2 separate regions of the Lactuca sativa genome follow, and region 2 is linked to region 1. A link is a contact called in public Hi-C data. All regions are on one chromosome and are shown on one strand. Each heading gives the region's core, a stretch centred on a gene start, on an enhancer-like site or on the middle of the called end of the contact. The rest is flanking DNA. Distances are from core to core; before and after follow the strand shown. Region 1 holds the start of LOC111908203 (probable carboxylesterase 8). Region 2 holds the start of LOC111908201 (receptor-like serine/threonine-protein kinase At2g45590).

The links. Hi-C and Micro-C count contacts between places; a contact is called where the count stands out from the background.
Region 2: a Hi-C map of leaf shows a contact between it and region 1, with 6 times the contacts expected there. The contact joins the promoter of LOC111908201 here to the promoter of LOC111908203 in region 1. A contact is called at or near these places in 2 of 4 Hi-C or Micro-C datasets (both in leaf).

What each region holds. Positions count from the first base shown.
Region 1 is chr7:8,406,596-8,410,901 of Lsat_Salinas_v11, reverse strand. LOC111908203 (probable carboxylesterase 8) reads left to right here and starts at 2,659. Exons shown (of 1, transcript XM_023904039.3): 1 at 2,659-3,861. The coding sequence starts at 2,719. The coding sequence ends at 3,717.
Region 2 is chr7:8,546,212-8,551,199 of Lsat_Salinas_v11, reverse strand. It overlaps LOC111908201 (receptor-like serine/threonine-protein kinase At2g45590), which reads left to right and starts at 1,278. Exons shown (of 1, transcript XM_023904037.3): 1 at 1,278-3,654. The coding sequence starts at 1,428. The coding sequence ends at 3,470.

The DNA.
Region 1 (4,306 bases), core at 1,410-3,909:
CTCGTTTGATTTGTCACTTATTGTATTGTGATAACTAATTTATAAAAAAATCTACAATTGTGAAATGGATTCAGAATAATCTAGTTTTGATTTTTTTTTGTCATCGAGCTTAGACGATGATTCATTCACGGGTGCATTAATTTGAGGGTACCATTAACTTTTTATCAACAATGGCTCAAGCTATGTTCCTTCTCTTTGGTGATGCTGTAAGTTCAAGAGGCGCTGACATATACAAGAAGTTATGTCAATAGAAATCGTGAAGGAACACTTGTACATGATCGTCTCATGGAAGATTACTTGGCTAACAATTCTCGACGTGGTGCTGAGAAGTTTAAATCAATATTCCATATGCGAAAAGAACTATTCTTATGAATTGTTCATGATATGAAAAGACAACATCCATATTTTAGAATACTATGAGATGGTAGAGGAAAAATGTATTTCATTTCATTACAGAAGTGTATGTCTGCAATATGTCAACTCGTATATCGGATAGTTTCTGACACTTATTATGAGTACTTGAAAATGTCTATAGGAACTTCATGTGAAAATTTAGATATGTTTTATGTGGATATTATTGCGATGTATTGATGAGAATATTTGTGTAAATCACTTGAAAGCAACATACAAATGCTTTACACAACACATGCATCTAGAAATGGATTTTTCAAAAAAAAAATATTAGACAGCCTTAACTTTGTATATTGATCTTGGAAAAAATTGCCCAACAACATGACCATGTAAATATATGAGGTCCCAACCCTATCCAAAATGTCAATCATATTCATATACATGTTAGGAAATTAATGACATCTTTAGTGTGTGGCTACCAATACCATCTCTTCCAAGTGCCAAGTGCCAACCATATTATGTATTATAGTGGATGCGAAAACTTTGCCCTATTTATCATAGATTGAATTATTTTGTTTTCAATTTTCTTACTCAAACTTGTTTTTTTAGTTTGAAGATAAATATATTAAATGTGCTCAAAGTTGCCTAAACTTAATTAAAATACATAAGTAGTATATTAATCGAATAAACTGAATTATTCTATTGAATAATTTCAACGATTAATAACATCTTTAGTGGGTGGCTGTCATCTCTTCCAAGTGCCAACAATATTATGTATTATAGTGGATGCGAAAACTTTGCCCTATTTATCATAGATTGAATTATTTTGTTTTCAATTTTCTTACTCAAACTAATTTTTTTAGTTTGAAGATAAATATATTAAATGTGCTCAAAGTTGCCTAAACTTTATTAAAATACATAAGTTGTTTATTAATCGAATAACCTAAATTGTTCAATTGAACAATTTGGATCAGACTATTCGATTCGAATATTTAGATTTTTAGATTTGTTTAAGCAAACCCGGTTTATTATTTTGGATTAGTTTTGGTTTATAAAATAAAAACCAAACAATCCAAAAAATCAAATAACAATATGTTTGTTATTTACTTATATTATTTTATTTTAAGATATATTTTTAATCATTTATACATTTACTAAATTATTTATTTTATAGATTAGACAATTTCATCCAATATAATAATATACTTCCACTAAAAGACAATTATCTATGAAATATTAAATTTGAATATATCTTTCTTAATAGTTGTTTATAAATTCTAATTTACAAATAAATAATTTGTATTGGTTTCTTTTGGAAACCGAATTGCAAAAATTGATCCAGCCGAGTAGTAATGTGGTTGGATTAGATCAGATTTAAATTTAGTTTGTATTATTCGCATCTATATTTTGAAAACCAAAATTCAGTTGATCAGACTGGATCGCAACAATTAGTCCAAACGTGTTGTAAAAATCGACATAGACGGTGCCTAAAAGCTAGGCAGCCTCCTACTGTCTACAATTAATGCTAATCGATCGAGTTAGGCGGAGTTGGTCATGGACGGTTGTAGGCAGTTCTAGGTGGCCCTATGGGGTCATGGGTGGTTCTAGGCAGTCTAGACAATCTAAGCCAGTAAAAAAGTTAGACAGTCAAAATTTTCAAAAAAAAATCAATTAGTCAAATTTATGATATTTTGTGACTAAATTATGATGATTGATGACTAAAAATGCTAAAAAGATCCCCCAATTAATTTAAAAATTATTATATTACGATAATTTAAATATTTAGACGACTGGATTTGTCAAAGTTTCATGGTTATTTACTTATTTTGTTAGGATATATGTAATATTTAATTTTTAAAAAGAAATTCTATTACAATTAAGGGTCTCCGCCTAGACGCCTATTAATCATCTCCTAGACCGATTAGTCCTTTAACCTTAGTCGACCATCCGACTACCGACTAACGATTTTTACAACCTTAATCTAAATCAACATCCCTAAAAATACATAAAACTTTTGAAATCGATTATTCAAAATTACGGTGTATTAAAATATCATGTTTTGATATTATTTTTATAATGTTTAATATATTAATTGTTATAAATTTGTACAAAAATAAAATAAAAATTCGTTTTGTACGTAAAGCTTGTAAATACCCTTTTTAACTGGTACTAAAAGGTATTCATTTAATCATTTCAAACCATCGTGGCCACAACTCGCCTAGTATTGCAACATGATGCCTTGTCTACATCGTACATTAAATATTTTATGGGCAACTACTCAACCTTCGTTAATAAAAACACACTTTCACACTAACTAGGAGTGCGTATATATATATTGACAACATATCTTTCTTTTATCCACAAACAATGGCTGATCCAAAATCCATTTCTGATCCTTACGAGCACCTTAAACTCAAACTAAACCCGGATGGGTCATTAACCAGACTTGCCCCGGTTCCAACCTTACCCGCAACACCCGAACTCACATCCGATAACCAACTCGCTCTCTCCAAAGACATACCACTAAACACCACCAACGCCACCTTCATCCGCCTCTTCCGCCCCGTGTCACCACCAACAAACACCACCAAGAACCTCCCAATCATTATCTACTTCCACGGTGGCGGCTTTATCCTCTTTAGCGCCACCTCTTTGCCCTTCCACAATTCATGTGCTGCCATGTCCGCTCACTCTCAGGCGATCGTGATCTCCGTTGAGTACCGTCTCGCCCCAGAACACCGTCTCCCGGCGGCATATGACGATGCCGTGGACGCGGTGTTGTGGGTTCGTGACCAGGCTTTAAGAATCAACAGTTCTGATGAATGGTTGACAAACCACGCTGACTTTTCTAAAGTTTACTTGATGGGAAGTAGTGCAGGAGGAAACATAGTGTACAATGCGGGTTTACGTGCACTTGATCTTGATCTCGATCCGATAAAGATCATAGGGCTCATAATGAACGAACCCTTTTTTGGTGGGGTCGATCGTACCGAATCAGAACTTCGACTAGTAAATGACCCTATTGTCCCTTTGGTGGTGAATGACCTCATGTGGTGTCTCTCACTCCCAAAAGGAAGCGAGAGAGATCATCAATATTGTAATCTATCACATGATCAAAATGGATATCGAAATGAAAAGATTGTACGTCTACCAAAATGCCTAGTCAAAGGTTATAGTGGGGACCCACTAGTTGATAGACAAAAGGAGTTTGCTAATATGTTGGAGGCACGTGGGGTGCACGTGATAAAGAAATTTGATGAAGGGTTTCATGGTGTAGAGTTCTTTGATCCCCAAAAGGCACAAGTCTTGTATGATGATATCAAGAGTTTTATTTGGGCTCTTGATGATAAAGAGTCAGCTTTATGATCCGTTGGAAACATTGGAAAGATGAGGGTGTTATTTTGTAATGCTTTTGTTTTCACTGTAGTTTTTTGTTATTATTATATGAAACAAAATGTATTACTATATTATAACATATGCACTTAGTACTTGCTATCGATAGTTATGTAATAGGTGTTTTATCATCTTTTATTATTTCTTAATAAAAAAAGATGAACTGAAACATATATAATATACAGTATTAATCAGATTGAAAAGGAGTTGGGGTGATTTTGTTACAAGTATATTCAAGTTTTTTTAATGGCGTCATGGCCTCAATTCTTGTGGCGTACCCAAGGTTTCCAGCCCAAAAATCCCAACTTTCTAGCTTCTGTCAAAAATCAAAGAACTAAGACAACATTTTAAGATTGGAATTTTTAGTTTGCAAAAAGTGATATGATACGACAATCAAAATAACCATACGTTTGGTCCCTATGGTTTCTATACCTTACTCGTTTTATAGAGCAATTAATACCAAAGCAACAAGGAATTAATTAAAACAACGCCGAGATCAAGAATATATTGATACTTAACCTGATTCAGGTGAGTATAATTTCAAAATCCTGAAAAATTGAAT
Region 2 (4,988 bases), core at 29-2,528, 140 kb before region 1:
CTTAATTGTTGACACTTTTCAAAATCATTTGTAAACATGTAACCACAAGAGTTTTTGGTGGATGAGACGTCGTCACATCACGTTACTTATATTTTCTCATATGCATTCGAAATTATGTAAACAATATTTTGAGTACAATGTAAGCATATTATTTATCAATGTAATGGTTGTAATGCTTTGATCTCTATTATTCAATTGTTATGATACTGTACATGAAGTCATCCGCCCCAACCGTTTTCGCCGTTTTGGTTTGGAGTGTGACACTCACTAACAAGACTTCAAGCATTCGAAATAGTTGTAATTCAAGATTGTAAATACAATAGCTTCAAACACCATGATCACACAAAATGGACACGGTGGAAAGAATTCAAAATTGTAATCAAGTATAAGTTTCAACACATTATTCACATTAATTATAGTTTTTTAAACCATGAAAAGACTTGCATTTAAATCCCTGTCAGTTGTAATTCAACATTGTAAATACAGTAGTTTGAAACATCAAGATAGCAGGGTTTCAACACATTCACGTGAACATATTAAACAACATCAAAAACGAAATTAAAGAACGAGAAAATAGAAATATGGTTGCCTTTTGTTTATCACGTATTCTCAAAAGTTATCAAGCTATTCATAAGTTATAATTATGAACTGAATGTTTAGTTTACAAAGAACGTTAAAAATTAACCTGTAACCGATTGCAACAGGGAAGAGGCGAGAAGGCAACATCGAAGTTCAACGTTGTGTGATTGTTGATCGACGTTGTGTGATTGTTGATTGATGAAGACGCAAGGGATTACAATCGATGAAGCAGGCGATATAATTGTTCACGTGAATGTTAAATTGGAATTTAGAAACAAGGGCAAATCTGTCAATTTCAAATGTTTTTTTAGTTTTAATGAATTTAAAATGGTGAAAAAGATCATAAATCAATTAAAATTGTTTAAAACATAGATTTGGATATATATGATATTAAAAAACATCTAGAAGAGATATATGATGTTTTAAACTTTAGATCGGATAAATATAATATTGGCGTATTCCAAATTCTGACTAAAAAATACGTTATTATAAGATTCTTTAAAATTATACCGATTCAGTGAATAACTCTTTTAAATTATGTAAATCACATTATATGAAAATTAATATTTTTTCCTTAAGTAAAAGGCAATTGGCATGCAGGCTACGATACTCGCCTACGATACAGATTTAGTCAACTAACGACATACCTACATGTATTTATCTCTACTTAAATCTTATTAATCCTTCACCTGTCAGCCTCACTGATCTGTCACTTTAAAATTTCTCCTCTAACTCAACTAAAACTTTACTACTTCACCTCACCAGTCACCACCTGTGAAGAGGCGATATACCGGATAAGCTCTGTTCTAGAGAGAAAGAGAAAGAGATTTCTCAGTCTGATTACGAAAATGTCTACACTACCACCGACGTTACCGGATTTTCCGTCGGCTTTGCCACCGCCGGCACCACCTTATAACCACAGTCATCGCCATGGTTTAACTGTTTTGCATTCAGTGCTTGCTGGAGTGCTAGTGTTTGCAATCTTCATAGTTCTTGCAATTACATATAGGAAACTTTCACGGAAACGTACGGTTCCTGCGGATCTGAAATCTCCCCCGCCGCAGCCGCAGCCGCAACAGTTGCAGCAGTTTTCGTATAATGTTCTCCGTCGTGCTACGTCTTCATTCGCTGCAGCTAACCGGCTCGGACAAGGTGGATTTGGTTCGGTTTACAAAGGCGTGCTTCCGTCCGGTAAGGAGATCGCGGTGAAGCTTATGAACGGTTCCGGATCGTTGCAAGGAGAGAGAGAGTTTCACAACGAGCTTTCATTGTCCACACGGATCAGCAGCGCGTCTGGTGCGCATTCACGGCACGTTATATCGGTTTTGGGATTCTCCTCCGATCAGAACCGGCGGCGGCGGAGGAAAATGTTGATTGTTTATGAGTATATGCAGAACGGTAGCTTACAAGATGCGCTGTTGTATCGTAAGTGTCCTGAGCTCATGGATTGGAAAATTAGGTTTATGATTTTACTAGACGTAGCTAAAGGTGTCGATTTTCTTCACTTCTCATGCGATCCACCGATTGTTCATTGTGATATCAAACCTTCTAATGTGTTACTAGACTGTAATTTTAATGCGAAAATTGCTGATTTCGGTCTAGCGAGAGTTTTAGGTGTAGATGAGAATGAGATTATTGAAACTTTCTATGAATGCTGCGAAGAAGGGGATCAGGAAAACGAAACAGCCGATGATAACAACACCGATGTTGAGAAAAAGAGAGAGAATATTGGGGATTACAGAGAAGAAAACAGGTCAGCAGCAGAGGAAACTGAAAGTGTGGTAACAGGGGAGGTTGTAGTGAATGTGGATCCCGTATCACCGGAGAGTTGCCGTGTTACCATTGTGGATGCGGAGGCGTCACCTTCTGAGTATTTGGAAAGGGCAAGTGTGTCGGATCAGCTTAGTGTTGATAGCAGTAACCGGAGATTTTTGGGGAGAAAGAAGAGCGGTGGCGCTGGAGGTGGTTCAGGAAGGGATTGGTGGTGGAAACAGGAGAGTTGCGGCGGCGATTCAGGGAGAGTGAAAGATTATGTAATGGAATGGATTGGAAGCGAGATAAAGAAAGAAAGGCCCAAAAAGGATTGGCTCACAACTACAGATCCAATCTCGTCGGAGCTAGAAGCCAGTAGCGACAATGCACCGCAGAAAAAGCAGAAAAAGAAATCAGAAACAGATAATAAGAAGAATCGGAAGCCGAGAGAATGGTGGAAAGAGGAATTCTGCGATGAATTATCCAAGAAGAAAAAGAAGAGAAGAGGAAGCAACACCGGCGAGATGTGGTGGCAAAGGGATGAAGAATTTGTACCAAAGAAGAAAAAGAGTAAAACCAGTAGTAAAGGAAGCATCGATTGGTGGTTGGACGGGCTGAGCGGCGAATTCCGTCACCGGAGAAGAAACAGCCAAGAATGTCCGAGTGGTGAAATCCCTAAAAGTGGTGGTATCAGTAGCACTCCAAGCATGAGAGGAACTGTTTGCTATATCGCCCCGGAGAAATGCGACGGTGGTCAACTCTCCGAGAAGAGTGACGTGTACAGCTACGGCGTTTTACTCTTGGTTTTAGTCTCCGGTAGAAGACCCCTGCAAGTAACCGCGTCCCCCATGTCTGAGTTCGAAAGAGCTAATTTAATTTCATGGGCGAGACAGCTTGCTCGCAATGGAAAGCTTCTAGATCTTGTTGATCCTAATATTCATTCACTAGATCAAGAACAAGCACTCCTCTGTATCACAACCGCCTTACTATGTCTCCAGCGTTCGCCGGTAAAACGTCCGACGATGAGAGAGATTGTCGGAATGTTGTCAGGCGAGGCTGAGCCGCCTCATTTGCCGTTCGAGTTTTCTCCATCACCGCCTACAAATATTTCGTTCAAGTCCCGGAGAAAACCTAGGTGAGTTAACTCATCAGAAATCATTTTTATTTTTTTATTTTGTTAATTATTGACCAAAAAAGAAAAAGAAAAAAAAAAAGAGTATATAAGGTTGCTTCACTTGCAAAACTCATGTTTCCTTGAAAATCGCCTTTTCATTTCAACAACTTCTGAATTGAAAACGCCGTTTTAGCGATGTTATCATTTAATCAGTTTTGTCACTTTACAATAGAGACTTAATACCAAACATATAAAGATAAAGAAAAAAACTTAATTGATTGCAATTGAACTTTTAGGAGAGTTATGAGTTATGATGATGATGACACTAGTTGTTGAAATTGAGGGAATCCCAGGCATAAAGTTTAAGGACTGATATATGTCCAATGAATAACCTGAGTGACTTTTTTTTCTTTTTTACTTTTCTAAATAAGATATGCTCGTTTAATTGATTAGATTTTAAACTTTTTTGTACATTGGGAATTTATGGGGACCCATATGTGACATTTGCCTTTTCTTACTAGTTTGTTTTTTAGTTTAGAGTAGTAAAATACTGCATTCTGATCCATGGTAAAAACAATAAAAACTGTGCCACAATGTTTGTCTACACATAAATGGAGTATTTTTGTTTATTTATGAATAATCATTTAGTACTGAAGACTGACTTATCGACTTAACATATCACATGTTTCTCGTCTTATCAAAAAGCGTACGAAAAGTTCATATTAATAATAAAGAAAAAAAAAAGAATATTTATCTTCTCAATCTCAATGCATTTATTAAAACAATAAAACGATAACGTGATTAGGTAATTTAACGCCAAGATTAAAACTAAGTTGGTCAGAAACCAATATTTTGGGCTTCTCAGCAATGATTTAAGTATTTGAAATGAGACTTGACATTTGGTCAATTTATTATTGAATGAGCAAGTTGGTGTGATTTGTTGTGTTGGGAATAAAAAAACTTTGGGGTTTTCAAAATTTTATTTAAACAAAATGAGCATGTTATAACCAAAGTAAACGATCAACAAAATTAATTAAGCAAAAAAACATAAGCAAATGAAATATATATTTAACTGTAATACAATTACAAATCAATAACCAACTTGTTTTATATGATGAATCAAAATTTGACAGGCGCCAAATTACCGAAAATTAGGATTGTTGCAATTAAGAAGCTAAAGTGCTACACTAATCACATGACTGATATAAATAAAAGAAATCTCGCGATTTTACAATGAAAAATAGAAAACTTATAGAAGAATGAAACGCGGCAAAACTGGGAGCCAAACCAGCGAAATTGGCTATGATAGTTTGGGTTTCACCGGTTCGGGCTCATTAAAAGTAATCCACAATATAAAATGGATACCAGCCGGGTGAAACCGGGTCCAAACCCTACCTGAATGAACTCGGAATCAAAAACTGGAAAATGAGAATTAGTAGAACAGGAAATCAGACTGATATATAGGAATCGGTTCCAAGTAAAATGAGTATAGAACCAAAAAATCCAAAAATGTCACGGTGGGTAGGTGGAACTAGGTAAACCA